Linked DNA regions of Mus musculus: region 2 is linked to region 1. Evidence: chromatin contacts called from public HiChIP or PLAC-seq data. All regions are on one chromosome and are shown on one strand. Each heading gives the region's core, a stretch centred on a gene start, on an enhancer-like site or on the middle of the called end of the contact. The rest is flanking DNA. Distances are from core to core; before and after follow the strand shown. Region 1 holds the start of 1700123J17Rik (RIKEN cDNA 1700123J17 gene). Region 2 has its middle 31 kb from the start of Sbk1.

Region 1 (5,919 bases), core at 2,632-5,131:
AGAATCAGACTAGCCCATGGCTCATAAAGATGGAAGTTGGATGTTCTAGAGAAGCCCTGGTACCAGAGAAAGGCTGGGAGAGGTGGTGAGGGGTTTGGGTGCGGCACACACTCTCTAAGTCCAAGGTGACCTCACCCAGTCTCTCTGCCCTCCCAGTCAGCTCTGCCTGGCTCCCACAGCCTGGCTGTCCACATCACTCAGTATTTTTAGCTTCACCACCTGGCACCTGTGGTCACCATTTCTGCCCAGCCTGGCAATGTCCCCTCCCTAGACCTTAAAGAGCCAGAGTCCATTAGTTAGAAAGTATAGCAGCCCCTACAAACGTAGGCCATTACATCCCAGAGTAGGAGAGAAGGGACCTCTGCTACAAAGGAATCCCCAAAGCTGCAGGTGGGGTGGAGGAAAGGCGAGGGAGAAAGGGCAGAAGATCCTGGCCCTAATGCTCGACCCTCATCCTGGGGCTTCCTGAGTCACTCACTGGTAGGGATTGATTGTATAAGCATTGCTCCAAGACCTGAAGCAAGGGGACATCGGGGCAGGGCTTGACTGTGTGCTGTTGACAGTCAGCTCAGGGCTGAGACTTAACCTAGAATTAACCTTGCACATTAACATAAACGTGCAAGGCCCTGGGTTTCATCCCCACGGAAAGACAGAGACAAGGAGAGAGAGAGACAGAGAGAGAAAAACAGAGACAGAGAGACAAGGAAATAGACACACAGAGAGAGACACACACAGAGACACAGAGAGACAGACAGAGATACACAGGGAGAGAGAGAGAGAGACAGAGACAGATACAAAGAAAGACAGACAGGGAGAGACAGAGACAAACACAGAGAGACAGATAGACACAGAGACATACAGAGACACGCAGAGGTACACATAGAGAGAGACAGATAGACAGAGACAGACAGATACAGAGAAAAACAGAAACACAGAGAGAGACAGGGAGAGACAGAGATAGAGACACACAGAGAGACAGAGACACAGAGAGAGACATAGACACACAGAGGTACACACAGAGAGAGACAGACAGAGACAAACAGATACAGAGAAAGACAGAGACAGAGAGAGACGGGGAGAGACAGAGAGACAAACACAGAAAGACTAAGAGACAGACACAGAGAGAGACAGAGACATACAGAGATACACACAGAGAGACAGAGACAAACAGATACAAAGAAAAACAGAGATACAGAGAGAGACAGGGAGAGACAGACACTGAGAGACATACAGAGACACACAGAGGTACACATACACATAGAGATAGACAGACAGAGACAGAGATCGACAGAGACACAGAGAGAGACAGACAGATGCAGAGACAGACAGAGACACTGAGAAGACAGACAGAGACACTGAGAAGACAGACAACCACAGCAGATGATGCCAAGGCCCCGCCTCCTGTGTCATTTCATTGGCTGACGCAGTCATTTGCCAAGCACTCCAAGCCTCCACTATAAAGAGTGGCCACACTGGCGGTGTGGAGTTCTGTGGCGTAAAGAACAGTGTCTCCCATCTAAGCCTCACTGAGTCTCCTAACTCGCCTGTTTGGCTTCCAGCCCTCCATGGCTGCTCAAATGCTCAACTCAGAAGTCCAGGTCTATGCGATCTGATACTACTGTCTTTGCCAACCTCAACCCATCCCTGTCCAGTTACTTTTCCAAACCACCAATCTTCACCCTTGCCGCCCCACAGCCCACTGATACCTTTTCTTACGCCTCCCTCATTCCCTGAGAGGCATCTGTACTCCTAGATAGATTTGGTGGAATATACTGTGGTCTCTGTAATAAGAAGTGGTCCATCTTGCATCCTGACTTCATGGGCACTGTGTCCCCACTCTCTGTACCCTCAATCTCTGCCCAACCTGTCTGCCAGCAGACCTCACCAGGGCTGTGCCAAGATTCCAGGCCCCAGCTGAAGCCTGGCGCTCTGCAGGTGTCTGTCCAGTCACTGCATGGTCAGCTGGCAACCAGGGCAGAAAGCATCCTCCCACTTCACAGAGGAGGACATAGAGGTCCCTAGCGGGGAAACCACAGATGCAGGGTCCAATATACTCATGAGAGGCACCTGGTCCAGGATGCAGGGGCCCACATTTTCTCCTCCTATTCTTCAATGGACACGGACAAGACCCTAGCTTGGCCCTGTGTTCGCCTTTCCCACAGTGGCACTGGCTTGAGCAGGCTGGGCTGGAGCAGAGGTGACCCTGTTGACTTGTGTATTCACAAGTGTGGCCCAGGTCACACTTGGCTGGGGCCAGGGTTTCCCTGAGGGTCGGGGGGCATAGCAGTCAGTGCCTAGGCATTGGCCTCATGCATAGCTCCTCTCATCCCAAAGGTCCTCCCATCTGCTCCCACAAACCTGTACACACAGTCACACACATTCTCCCACAAATACACAATCCCAACCTTAGAAACCTTCATCTTCTCTCTCTCTCCCTCCCCTCCTTTCCACATATATGAGCGCTCACACATGCACACATGTGCACATGTGCACATACACATTTTCACTTATTAATTCAACAAAGACTGAGCATATGTTAAATGCCAGTGTGATGCTAGAAGTGCAAGGGGCTCTTAGATCAGCGGGCCCGTGTCTTCTGGGAGGCCTTCCTGAAAGAAGAGACATTTCAGCTGGGCCTGGGTGGAGGGGAGCCAGAGTATTCCCTGGTAATATTGGTGAACAGAGTGAAATGGGGCATTAAACCCAATCAGACAGGTCTTGAATGCCGAGTGCTGACTTTCTGTTTAGGAACTGAGGAACCATGGAGGTCTCTAAATGGGGACAAGACATGACCACAATGGGAGTGAAGGGACAGGCAAGTCACTCGAGGGCCAGAGTGGGAGGAATGGGAAGGTTGTGGTGACAGCCAGAGAGCTCAGCGGGAAGGTGGAGGGGGTAGTAAGCCTGGGCAGACAGGTCCCATAAACATCATCACCAGGCCCCTAAGTTCCTGCATGGAAGGTTGCATGGTGGTCCCTCCAGCCCTCTGCCCACCCCAGGACTGACCTCTGCAGTGGAACCTCCTCCAATTCCTCCTCCTCTCTGTGGAAGCAGACCAGGCAGAAGGCTGGCACATCATCAGCTGTACAGCCCAGGGGCCAGGCAGGAGGCAGCCGCAGGACAGGGCAGGGGTGACTGTTGGTGGCCGCCACAGCATCATCCCCAGACAGGACGCGGTTCTCTGAGCCAGTGTGCTCCAGGGTCAGCAGCCTGTCGGCCTCAGGACCCCGGACCTGCCTACCTGCCACCTGCGCCTTCTCGCCCACGTTACCCGTTGCCTCGGTGGGTGGAAGAGCCTGTGGCTCTCTTGGGGCTCCTGTCCTGAGGCACGGGATCTGCACTTGAACAGCAGTTATCAGCTGCCTGGACTCAAGAGGTGGCCGGCCGGCAGTGGACCGAGGTCCTATCGCTGCCTCTGGGGAAGTCCTCAGCACCTTAGCTGTCCACTCTGCGGATGCCTGCCAGAGGCAGGAGTGTGAGCCTTCTGTCTGTCTGTCCAGCAATCTGTTCCTCCTAGGTGACCAGCAGGCACAGAGGTGGTTGACAAAGTTTGTCCTCCCCTGCTGGAGTAAGTAGCTCAGTGGCCTGCGGGAGAGCCGATTGACACCTGAAGCTGGGGGGTAGGCAAGGGTCAGGTGAGTCTGACACAGAGTCTACACTGTCCCCAGAAAAAGTTCTGACCCTTGAAGTCAGGTACTGGTTGGCCAGCCTGGGAGCTGCCCTGCTCCCCGATCTCTCTCCTCAGCTCTGGGGCTCAGCCTTGTGGTGGCTGTAGATGGCTGGGCTGTGGGTATTAATAGCTCCACATTCACGCTGAGAAGCCTGGAAGTTAACTCCTTCTCTGCCAGAGCTAGGAGGCTGCGGCTGGCCACTGTAGGGAAGCAAGGACCACGCCTCTGCTGGGAGCCTGGTGTGCTAGCACACACTCCGCAATACCTCCTGCCTGCGAGCCCATGCTGCACAGTCCCTGGGGCTTGGTCAGATGTCCTGTGCCACCTAGACCCTCCATGCACAGGTAGGGAGGATCTGGGTGGGACTCAGAGCTCTGAGCTCCAGGGACCATCCCCCCTACCCCCTACCCCACCCCCAGAGCCGTTCAGTTCACACCTACACTGTCAAGTAACCAAGTCCCTCCACATTCCCAGAAATGAGCATTCTGAGTCTGGGTCCAATTGCATGACCACTTTGAATGGGAGCCAGGGGTGAGGCAGACATTGTTTAGTATGCTCAGCTGGGGTGTGTGTGTGTGTGTGTGTGTGTGTGTGTGTGTACCAGAGTGGGCCTTATTTACCTGTTTCCTTAGCATCATTGTGTATTTATCAGGCACTGGGCGGGACACAGAGGCTCCTCCTCCCTTGGTTGGGCTTGTACCCCAACAGGAGGCGGTCAAGGGGCTTGTGGCTGGTCTGTACAGGGACCAATGAATTAGAAAGGGTGCTTCCCCCAGGCAAGCCCAGGGCACTGCCTGCAGTTGGGACCTCACCTGTGCAGAAACTGACAACACAGACAACCATTCCAGTGGCCCTGGGAGCAGAGGAAACAAAGGATAAAGAAATCAGGCTGTGAAAAGGGCGGGGTGGGAGGGGAGTTAAGCAGGAGGGCTGGGATGGACAGGCAGGTACTTAGAAAGGGGGTTTGAGGAAGAAAAAAAAAAACAAACTTCCAACAAGGTGCCATCAGAGCAGAGACCTACAGGAGAGGGAGGAGCCAACTGAAGATCTAGACTCTAGGGGAGAGCCTTCCTGCAGGAACATAGGCACCAGGGGCCATTTGGGGAGGTGAGTGAGAGGCAGGTAAGGTCTTTAAGCTGGCTTTTTTTGGTATGGAGTAGAGCTTTCCTGGGGGATCAAGAGGCGGGGCAAGACCATCAGAGAAGATGACAGGGTTGTACAGAGCCTTACAAACCAGGAAGAGATAAACATGGTCAGAGGCGTGGGAAGTGTTTGTTCTGAGCCACTCTGCTCACTGTAGGGTGATGAAGAAGAGGGAGGGTGTATGGGAGATGAAGTGGGAATTTGTCTTGAGGCTGAGAACCTGGTGTGTGTCGGGGGCGGTTGGAGATGGAGAGTTAGAAGCCTGGAAGGACTGTCTGAACTGAGTTTCACTAGCTGGAAGAACAGGTCTAGACCTCCTAGGCCAAGAAAAAAAAAAAAGGGCTGGCTCCTGAGCAGTGCACAAAGGACAAGTTGGCAGATAGCAGCTTGGGGCCAGGATCCAGCTCTGCCAACCTAGCATGTTTGAATGGGACGTTGGGCTTTCCTTGTTGCTTAGCCTAAGAGGTGTTCACCCTAACCAATCCTCCCAGGTTCTCTTCCCCTTCTTCTCTTTCTTTTTCCTCCTGACACCCCACTGTGTAGCCCAGGCTGGCCTTGAACTCGTGACTCTCCTGTGGAGGCTTCCCTGACACTGAAATCCACACCTGCCTCTGGGGACAGGGTCTCTTTCTGTGCTGTCTGCTTTGACAGCCTCTTCTTATTTACTCTTCTGGATGGAGCACCGGCTATGAATTGGCCTGTCCCAAGTAGGTGCTTCTTTCTGCGTACTCAAGATTGAGCTGGGGAGATGATCTGGGGGCCCTGGGTCCTCCACAAGCTCTGTGGCAGATTCGATGTGTTGTTTTTTATTTCTGTCCCTGACTGGAGCCACAGGCTTACAGACATACACTGGACTACACTGCACAGCCGAAGAGAACGTGTTCAGAAAGGAGCAGCATTTCCCTTAAGGTTGTGATATTCGGGGGTTCTCTTCCCTCTTTCCCTCTTCAAGGGTTAACCTTGGGTCTCTTGATATGCAAACTTGATAGGGTGCCCCTTCAGAAGGGGGCCATGGAATAGGAAGGGACAGGAGACAGGGTGGTGGAGGTGGAGAGACAGCCCATGTTACAATCTCTGGGGTGAGAGTCAGAGGGGTCAGATTGGC
Region 2 (6,411 bases), core at 2,913-5,412, 54 kb before region 1:
CAAGAGAAATCAGGGCAGAAATTTGAGGCAGGAACCTGGAGCGGGGACCATGGAAGAACCTGCTGGTCCACTCCCTGGCTCATCTCCAACTTGCCCTGGTCTAGCTTTCTCACGAAGCCCAGAGCCACTTGCCTAGAGAATGGTGTCTCCCTCAGTGGGCTGGAGCCTCCTATGTCACTCATCAATAAAAGAAATCCCTCACAAGCATCCCCAAGACTAACCTGGTAAAAACAAGTACTCCATTAAGATTCCCTCTACAGGGGTTGGAGAGATGGCTCCCTGGTTAACAGCACTAACTGCTTTTTCGGGGGCTCTGGGTTCAGTTCTCAGCAACCATATGGCAGCTCACAACCATCTGTAACTCCAGTTCCAGGGATATGGTTCCCTCTTCTGGACTCTGTGGGCACTAGGAACACATGATGCACTTAACTTATGTTCAGGAAAAAAACATTTATACAGCAAAAGTAAAAGTAAGTAAGGTCCTTAAGAAAAACCAAAACTCCCTTTCCAGATGACTTAAGGCTGTATCAAGTTGAGAGTTAATGCTAACCAGGACATCATGAAATCAAGAAATGGAAGACAAGAGAGGGCAGGCAAGCATTACTGGGAACTGAAATAAGAGATTTGACCCCCAGTTCACAAGGCCAGACAGACAGCACTGTCCTCAGAGGAGTTGAAAGGGAAGCGGGGGCTGCAGGGAAGGCTCAGTGGTTAAGAGCTTGTTCTGCTTTTCCAAAGGTCCTGAGTTCAGTTCCCAGCACCCGTGTTGCAATGTTCACAACTGCCTGTTATACAGCTCCAGGAGATCCGATACTCTCTTCCAGCCCTGGTGGGCACTGCACACACACGTACAAATGCACACACCCATACACATAATTTTAAAAGAATACTTTAAAAAGAAGTCTAGCGGGGACCTTGAGCAGTATGGGGCTTTCCTGGCATTGCTGCGTCCCATGATGGGATCTTTATAAAGTAGGAAAGGTTCCGGCAGATCTGAGCTATCAAGACAGGCTATGAATCAAATTTGTAAGATGCTAGAGCACTTGGGAGAAACTAAAGTAAGGAGAAGGCAGGTCACGGGTCTTGTCTGAATTACAAGCATGATAAAATTTGTGTGAGAGTTCCAAGGAGGATAGAAGTTAAATGCTGTGCTGCAGAAGGTGTGGAGGCCTGACTCAGCAAAGGGTTAAAAACAGGAGTGAAAAGTAGAGAGGCACAGATGGTCCTTCTGCTGTAGAGGAAAGGGGACCTTCTGAGGGCAGAAATTGTTCCAGATGCCCTGTTAATGAGATGGCCATGGTTGTCAAGTGAGAGCCATGCACGCTGATCAGAGGCTTCCTGGAATAATGAATTCATGTGTCCTACTAATGTACAAAATATTTGGGCTTTGATAAATAGTGCTCCAGGTGCATCTTAATTCATGGCACACACACACACACACACACACACACACACACACACACACACACACACCAGCCACTGGAGACAACGGGCTGCAATGGAGGATATGGACATAAAGGTGAAGGTTAAAAGGACCAAGCTTATCCTAAGGATGAGAAACTATACACGCACGTGTGTGCATGTGTGCACGTGCATACACACACACACAAACAGACACATACAGAGAGACACACACTCAGACATACACAGGGAGAGAGAGATAGAGACACACAGACAGACAGACAGACGAGACATACAGAGAGAGAGACAGAGAGACACAGACACACACACACAGAGACAGAGAGACACAGACACACACACAGAGACAGACAGAGAGACAGACAGACAGAGACACACACAGACAGACACACACACAGACAGACAGATGGACAAATAGACACACAGAGAGACAGAGAGAGAGACACACACAGACAGACAGACACACACAGACACAGAGAGAGAGAGATACACACAGACACACACAGAGACAGACAGACAGACACACACACACACACACACACATACACGAGGAGTACTTGGTCTTTATTTCCCTAGTGAAAGAGGACATTCTGGGGGATAGATGTATTTCTGTGATAAAGACTGTGATCAAAACATCTTGGGGAGGAAAGGGTTTCTTCCATCTTATCTCTCTCTGGTCACACTCTATCACTGAGGGAAGTCAGGACAAGAACTCAAGGCAAGAACTGGGCTGCTGGTCCTGGGTTCTATAAGAAAGCAGGCAGAGCAAGCCACGAGGAGCAAGTCAGTAAGCAGCATCGCCCATGGCCTCTGCATCAGCTCTTACTCCAGGTCCTACTTGAGCTCCTGGCCTTGCTTCCCTCGATGATGAAGTGTGACCCGTCAGCCAAATAAGCCTGTTTCCCTGCAAGTTGCCGCTGGTCATGGTTTTTATCCCAGCAACAGAGAACACAGTAATACAGGCCTCAGATGTCGAGAGCCACGCGTTCCCTCTCATGTGCATCATCCCAGCTTCCATTTAGATTTGCTGGTTTAACTTAGGATGCTTGTGAAGACCGGAAAGGGAGAAAGGGGCCCTGGCACGGGCAGAGGCGGCCTTACCGGGGAGCATTATTGAACACATGTGTTATGGAAACAGAGGATGCTACCGAGTGCTGAAGCTTGAGGTGGATGAACACAGAGTCAGGAAGGGTTAAACAGAAGCCAAGACTGTAAAGAAGGCACATGGGCCGGGCAGTGGTAGCACGCACCTTTAATCCAGGCAGATTTCTGAGTTCGAGGCCAGCCTGGTCTACAGAGTGAGTTCCAGGACAGCCAGGGCTACACAGAGAAACCCTGTCTTGAAAACCCATTAAAAAAAAAAAAAAAAAAAGGCACATGGAAACCCACTACCTTATACGATAATCTTAAAACACAGCTTTTTAAAACGACTTTGAACAGAAGCACTACACATGGGAGGATATTACCAACCCCAGAGACCATGGGTTACTAAACAACAACCCTTGTAGCAGATATGGGAGTTGCTGGCCATAAAGGCTCCAGAGCTCCTACCGAGCCACCAATGGCCATTACTCTTGATTGATCTCCAGAACTGTCTGATAAGAAAATGCAAACTGCAGAAGACACCACACATGCTGGTTGGAGAATATGCTGGAACTGGACAGAAGCCTCCCCTCACTGATGGTTGGCTACCCTTCACAGGACTGGAAAGTGCTATCAAGGCAGCTGGGGGAGAAAACCCAGAAATCTTTTTTTTTTCTAACTTGGAACTTTACATGCTACAGTGCCAACTTGTCAAGCTCACTGGTGCCATGGTGACATGATGGTTAAGGGGGTGACCTTATTTATTAATATTAATCACAGTATTTTTTATTTGATCTGAGTCCTGGTCCACAGGAGGGACTTCGTTCCTAGTACTGAACACATGGTTAGGGGCTAAGAAGAGAGGTCATGGCACTGGGGCTGAGTCTGCTTAGTTTTGCTAAGTGGGTATGCTGCCAAGCTGCTTCCTAAATATTTATACATACACCACGGACTAGTGCTACCATCAGCCATGACCAAAGAAGCTTCTCTTTGTTGCAATCAGTGGTTAATTCAGAAATCTGTGGCTGGTTAAAGTGCTGAGAGCAAGTGACTGTTGAGTGTTCCACCTTAAATAGCACACCCACATCGCTGTTCCACCTTAAATGACACACCCACATCACCAGCTCCAGGGATCAGGGGACATCACAGAAGAGGGTGCAAAATGAATATAAGATCCAGACCGGAGGGAGGAAGGCCATGAAATGCTATCTTATGATATGGATTGTGACACTCATGAACATCTGTGGCTGTCTGCGTAGGACCTGCACAAGCACAGCCTGCAGACAAGGACAGTCACAGACAGAGAGAGGCTCGTCGGACTTTGTCCCACCCAGGTAAGCTAATGGGGTCAGGAAGTCAGTATCTTCAGTAGTGTACCCTCTGATGAGTTACTATTCCAAGGGGCAGCTCCACACCCATGCCCATGGTCATAAAGCAAAATCTACACAAAATGACAATAAAAAGAGATAGTGGAGCAGGTGTATGACCAGAATGCATTGTTCCCATGTATAAAATTGTCAAAGAAATTCTAATTTTGAAGATGGGGGCTGGGAAGCTAGGTGGGTGAGTAAGAGTGGCTGCTCTGCAGACCCTCAGCACCCACATAGAGGCATGGCTAGTGTCTGCAATCCTAGCACTAGGATAAGCGGCAGGCAGATCCCAAGAGCTCGCTGCCCAGCCAGTCTATCCAAACCTGATGACCTGGTACAGTGAGAGACCCTGCCTCAAGGCCATAAGGTGCTCGTGAGAAAGGAAGTCCTCTGAGGTGCTACGCACACTCCAGTGTAGTCTGCTTGACAGGCTGAGAAGCCTGGAAGCACTCACAAGGCAAAGAGTTTCAGAGAAACTCACCTCCTGGAACCTTGGCATTCTCATAACCTGTATACTCATACCCTATCCCCGCGTTAGTCTGGTGTATGGATCCATGTGCTCTCTTTTAGTATTATTTTATTATAAGTGCCCTTTAAGATTGGATTCTGACATAGCTAAGCCTTCGCCAGTGTTCCAACGTCCCAGAAAATCCTTGAAGCCGACAAACTTGGAATTCAGTAGGAATTCAGTAAGAAGGTTATCTATTCAGTAACATTCAAATTTACTTCTAGTAGAGAAGGTGAAACTAATTAGGCATTACAAACAACGGAGCCGGAATAGCTCAGGGCTGATCTGCAGAGTGTTTACTTGAGACAATAGTCAGTCTTAGCCAGACAAGGGAATACACAATGGCCTAGCAAATAGGTGGGTTTACCATGAAAGAGTTAGGGAATCCCCCTGAGACAGGTTTCTTCACTAGGCCCAAAGAAACAGCATAAATCTGGTATTTACTAAGAACCCCTGGTGGTGGGCTTAACAATAGACTAGCATTACACCTGGCTCCCTTCTTAGTGGCAGTGGCCTGGTCCCCACCTTCTTTTGATGTATATATTCCTTATGTTTTGTGTCACTGTAACTCAGCGGATGTATATGGTCTGGTTTCTTGTTATTCTTCTGTATAAAAAGTTCGATGCTCGACCTGACAAATTACATTCAGATTCTACACAATCCTGTGCTGCGTCCGTGTCTGTCTGTCATTCATTTCGCTGACTCCTTGTCCACCTGCAACTAGAGACCTGTTCTATGCAGACAAGGGACCACGGGGGTCTGAGGCACTGAGTGGCTGCTCTTGCCACCGTATGCACACACAAGCATGCGTAAGGAACACATGCACAGTCCTTTAGGGTCAGTGTATAAACAAATGAAGTAAAGGTGGGCTGGAACAGAGAAAGAGAAAGAGCAGTGTGTCCATTCCCTCAGCAAGGCTGTGGGAGCTGCGGATGGGGGAGAGCAAAAGGTGAAATAGAAGAAAGGTAAAAGAGTGGAGAAGGATGCTATAAAGAGGGAGAGGAGAAAGGAAGAGTGGTACATGCTTTTTCAGCAACCTAGTGCTACCTGGGAAGAGGGAACGGGCTGAAGAACTGCTTTTATCAGATCAGCCTGTGGCCATGGCTGTGAGCCTCATCTTGACTGATGGTTACACCTACGGGGGTGGCACCACACCTGACAGGTGGGTCTATGCTGTACGAGAAAGCTGGCAGAGAGCAAGCAAGAGCTAGCCAGAGATGGAGCCCGTCAGCAGTCTTCCTCCTAGGTTTCTGCTGCCATTTCCGGCCTTGAGTTCTCTCAAGGAAAGACTGTTACCTGGTGTAAGTTGAAGCAAACCCCTCCCTGCACCCTGACCTGCTTCTGATCATAGCTTATCACAGCAGCAGGAAAGCAAATTAGGATAGTTAGCTTCCCTTTGTATATCAAGAGCCTCTGTGCCCACACTTAGCTTAGTATCCAGGGCTGGGCAGAGTCTCCCACCCTCCTGAGTTAGGCTCCCCAAGAGAGGAAATAAGATGGGCACACAGAGATCTGGACATTTAGAGCTGTCTCCATACTTTCAGGACCTGCTCAGCATCACATGCCCTACTAGAAGGCCAAGGTGGCACATGCCAAGAAGCTTGCAGAGCTTTAGTTGTCCTTGCCACTGAGGCAGTGAACCTCACAGCAGACAACCAGCTCAGAGTCTAGCCCACTGGCTGATGCTGGGCTTGGAAGTATCAAGTCTCCAATGATTATCCTGAGGCGGCAGACTCACTAGCCACTGTCCTAACCTGACCTGACCTAAGCCTTCTACATGAGCTCTCATTGGCATCCCACCACCATGGCTACCTCCAGTGACTGACTCCTGGCTCCCTGGCTCACGGCATTCTTCTTTGTTCTCAGTTGTCTGGGAATATCTGTCTTGACCAATTGGTTCTGTCTCAAAATGATATACAACTCTGGCTCTCTGAGAAATAAACCTCTTTCACACTGCTGGCCTGTCCCACCAGAAGACTGGCTGTGTCACCAAAGCCTACTGGATCTGAGGTGTGGGAGGACCAGAGGCTG

The links. HiChIP or PLAC-seq counts read pairs in DNA pulled down with a chosen protein or histone mark.
Region 2: an H3K27ac HiChIP or PLAC-seq map of embryonic stem cells shows a contact between it and region 1, with 2.3 times the contacts expected there. The contact joins the enhancer-like site here to the promoter of 1700123J17Rik in region 1. A contact is called at or near these places in 5 of 39 promoter capture datasets (cranial neural crest, embryonic stem cells, frontonasal cranial neural crest and 2 more), 83 of 484 Hi-C or Micro-C datasets (2-cell embryo, 8-cell embryo, the AML12 cell line and 59 more), 7 of 115 datasets of contacts at active chromatin or transcription factors (acute myeloid leukemia, embryonic stem cells, large pre-B cells and 3 more) and 4 of 9 other capture datasets (adipose tissue, liver, macrophages and 1 more).

The regions. Positions count from the first base shown.
Region 1 is chr7:126,246,200-126,252,118 of GRCm38.p6, reverse strand. 1700123J17Rik (RIKEN cDNA 1700123J17 gene) reads left to right here and starts at 3,881. Exons shown (of 5, transcript NR_131046.1): 1 at 3,881-4,015. It also overlaps a transcript of Sbk1 not described here.
Region 2 is chr7:126,300,307-126,306,717 of GRCm38.p6, reverse strand. No RefSeq gene overlaps it. Among named protein-coding and RNA genes, the nearest start is that of Sbk1, 31 kb to the right of the region's middle. Within about 2 kb of position 4,162, at least 5 of the 459 cell types and tissues checked have an H3K27ac peak or open chromatin away from gene starts, as enhancers often do. A contact at or near this core is called in embryonic stem cells, where this site is marked.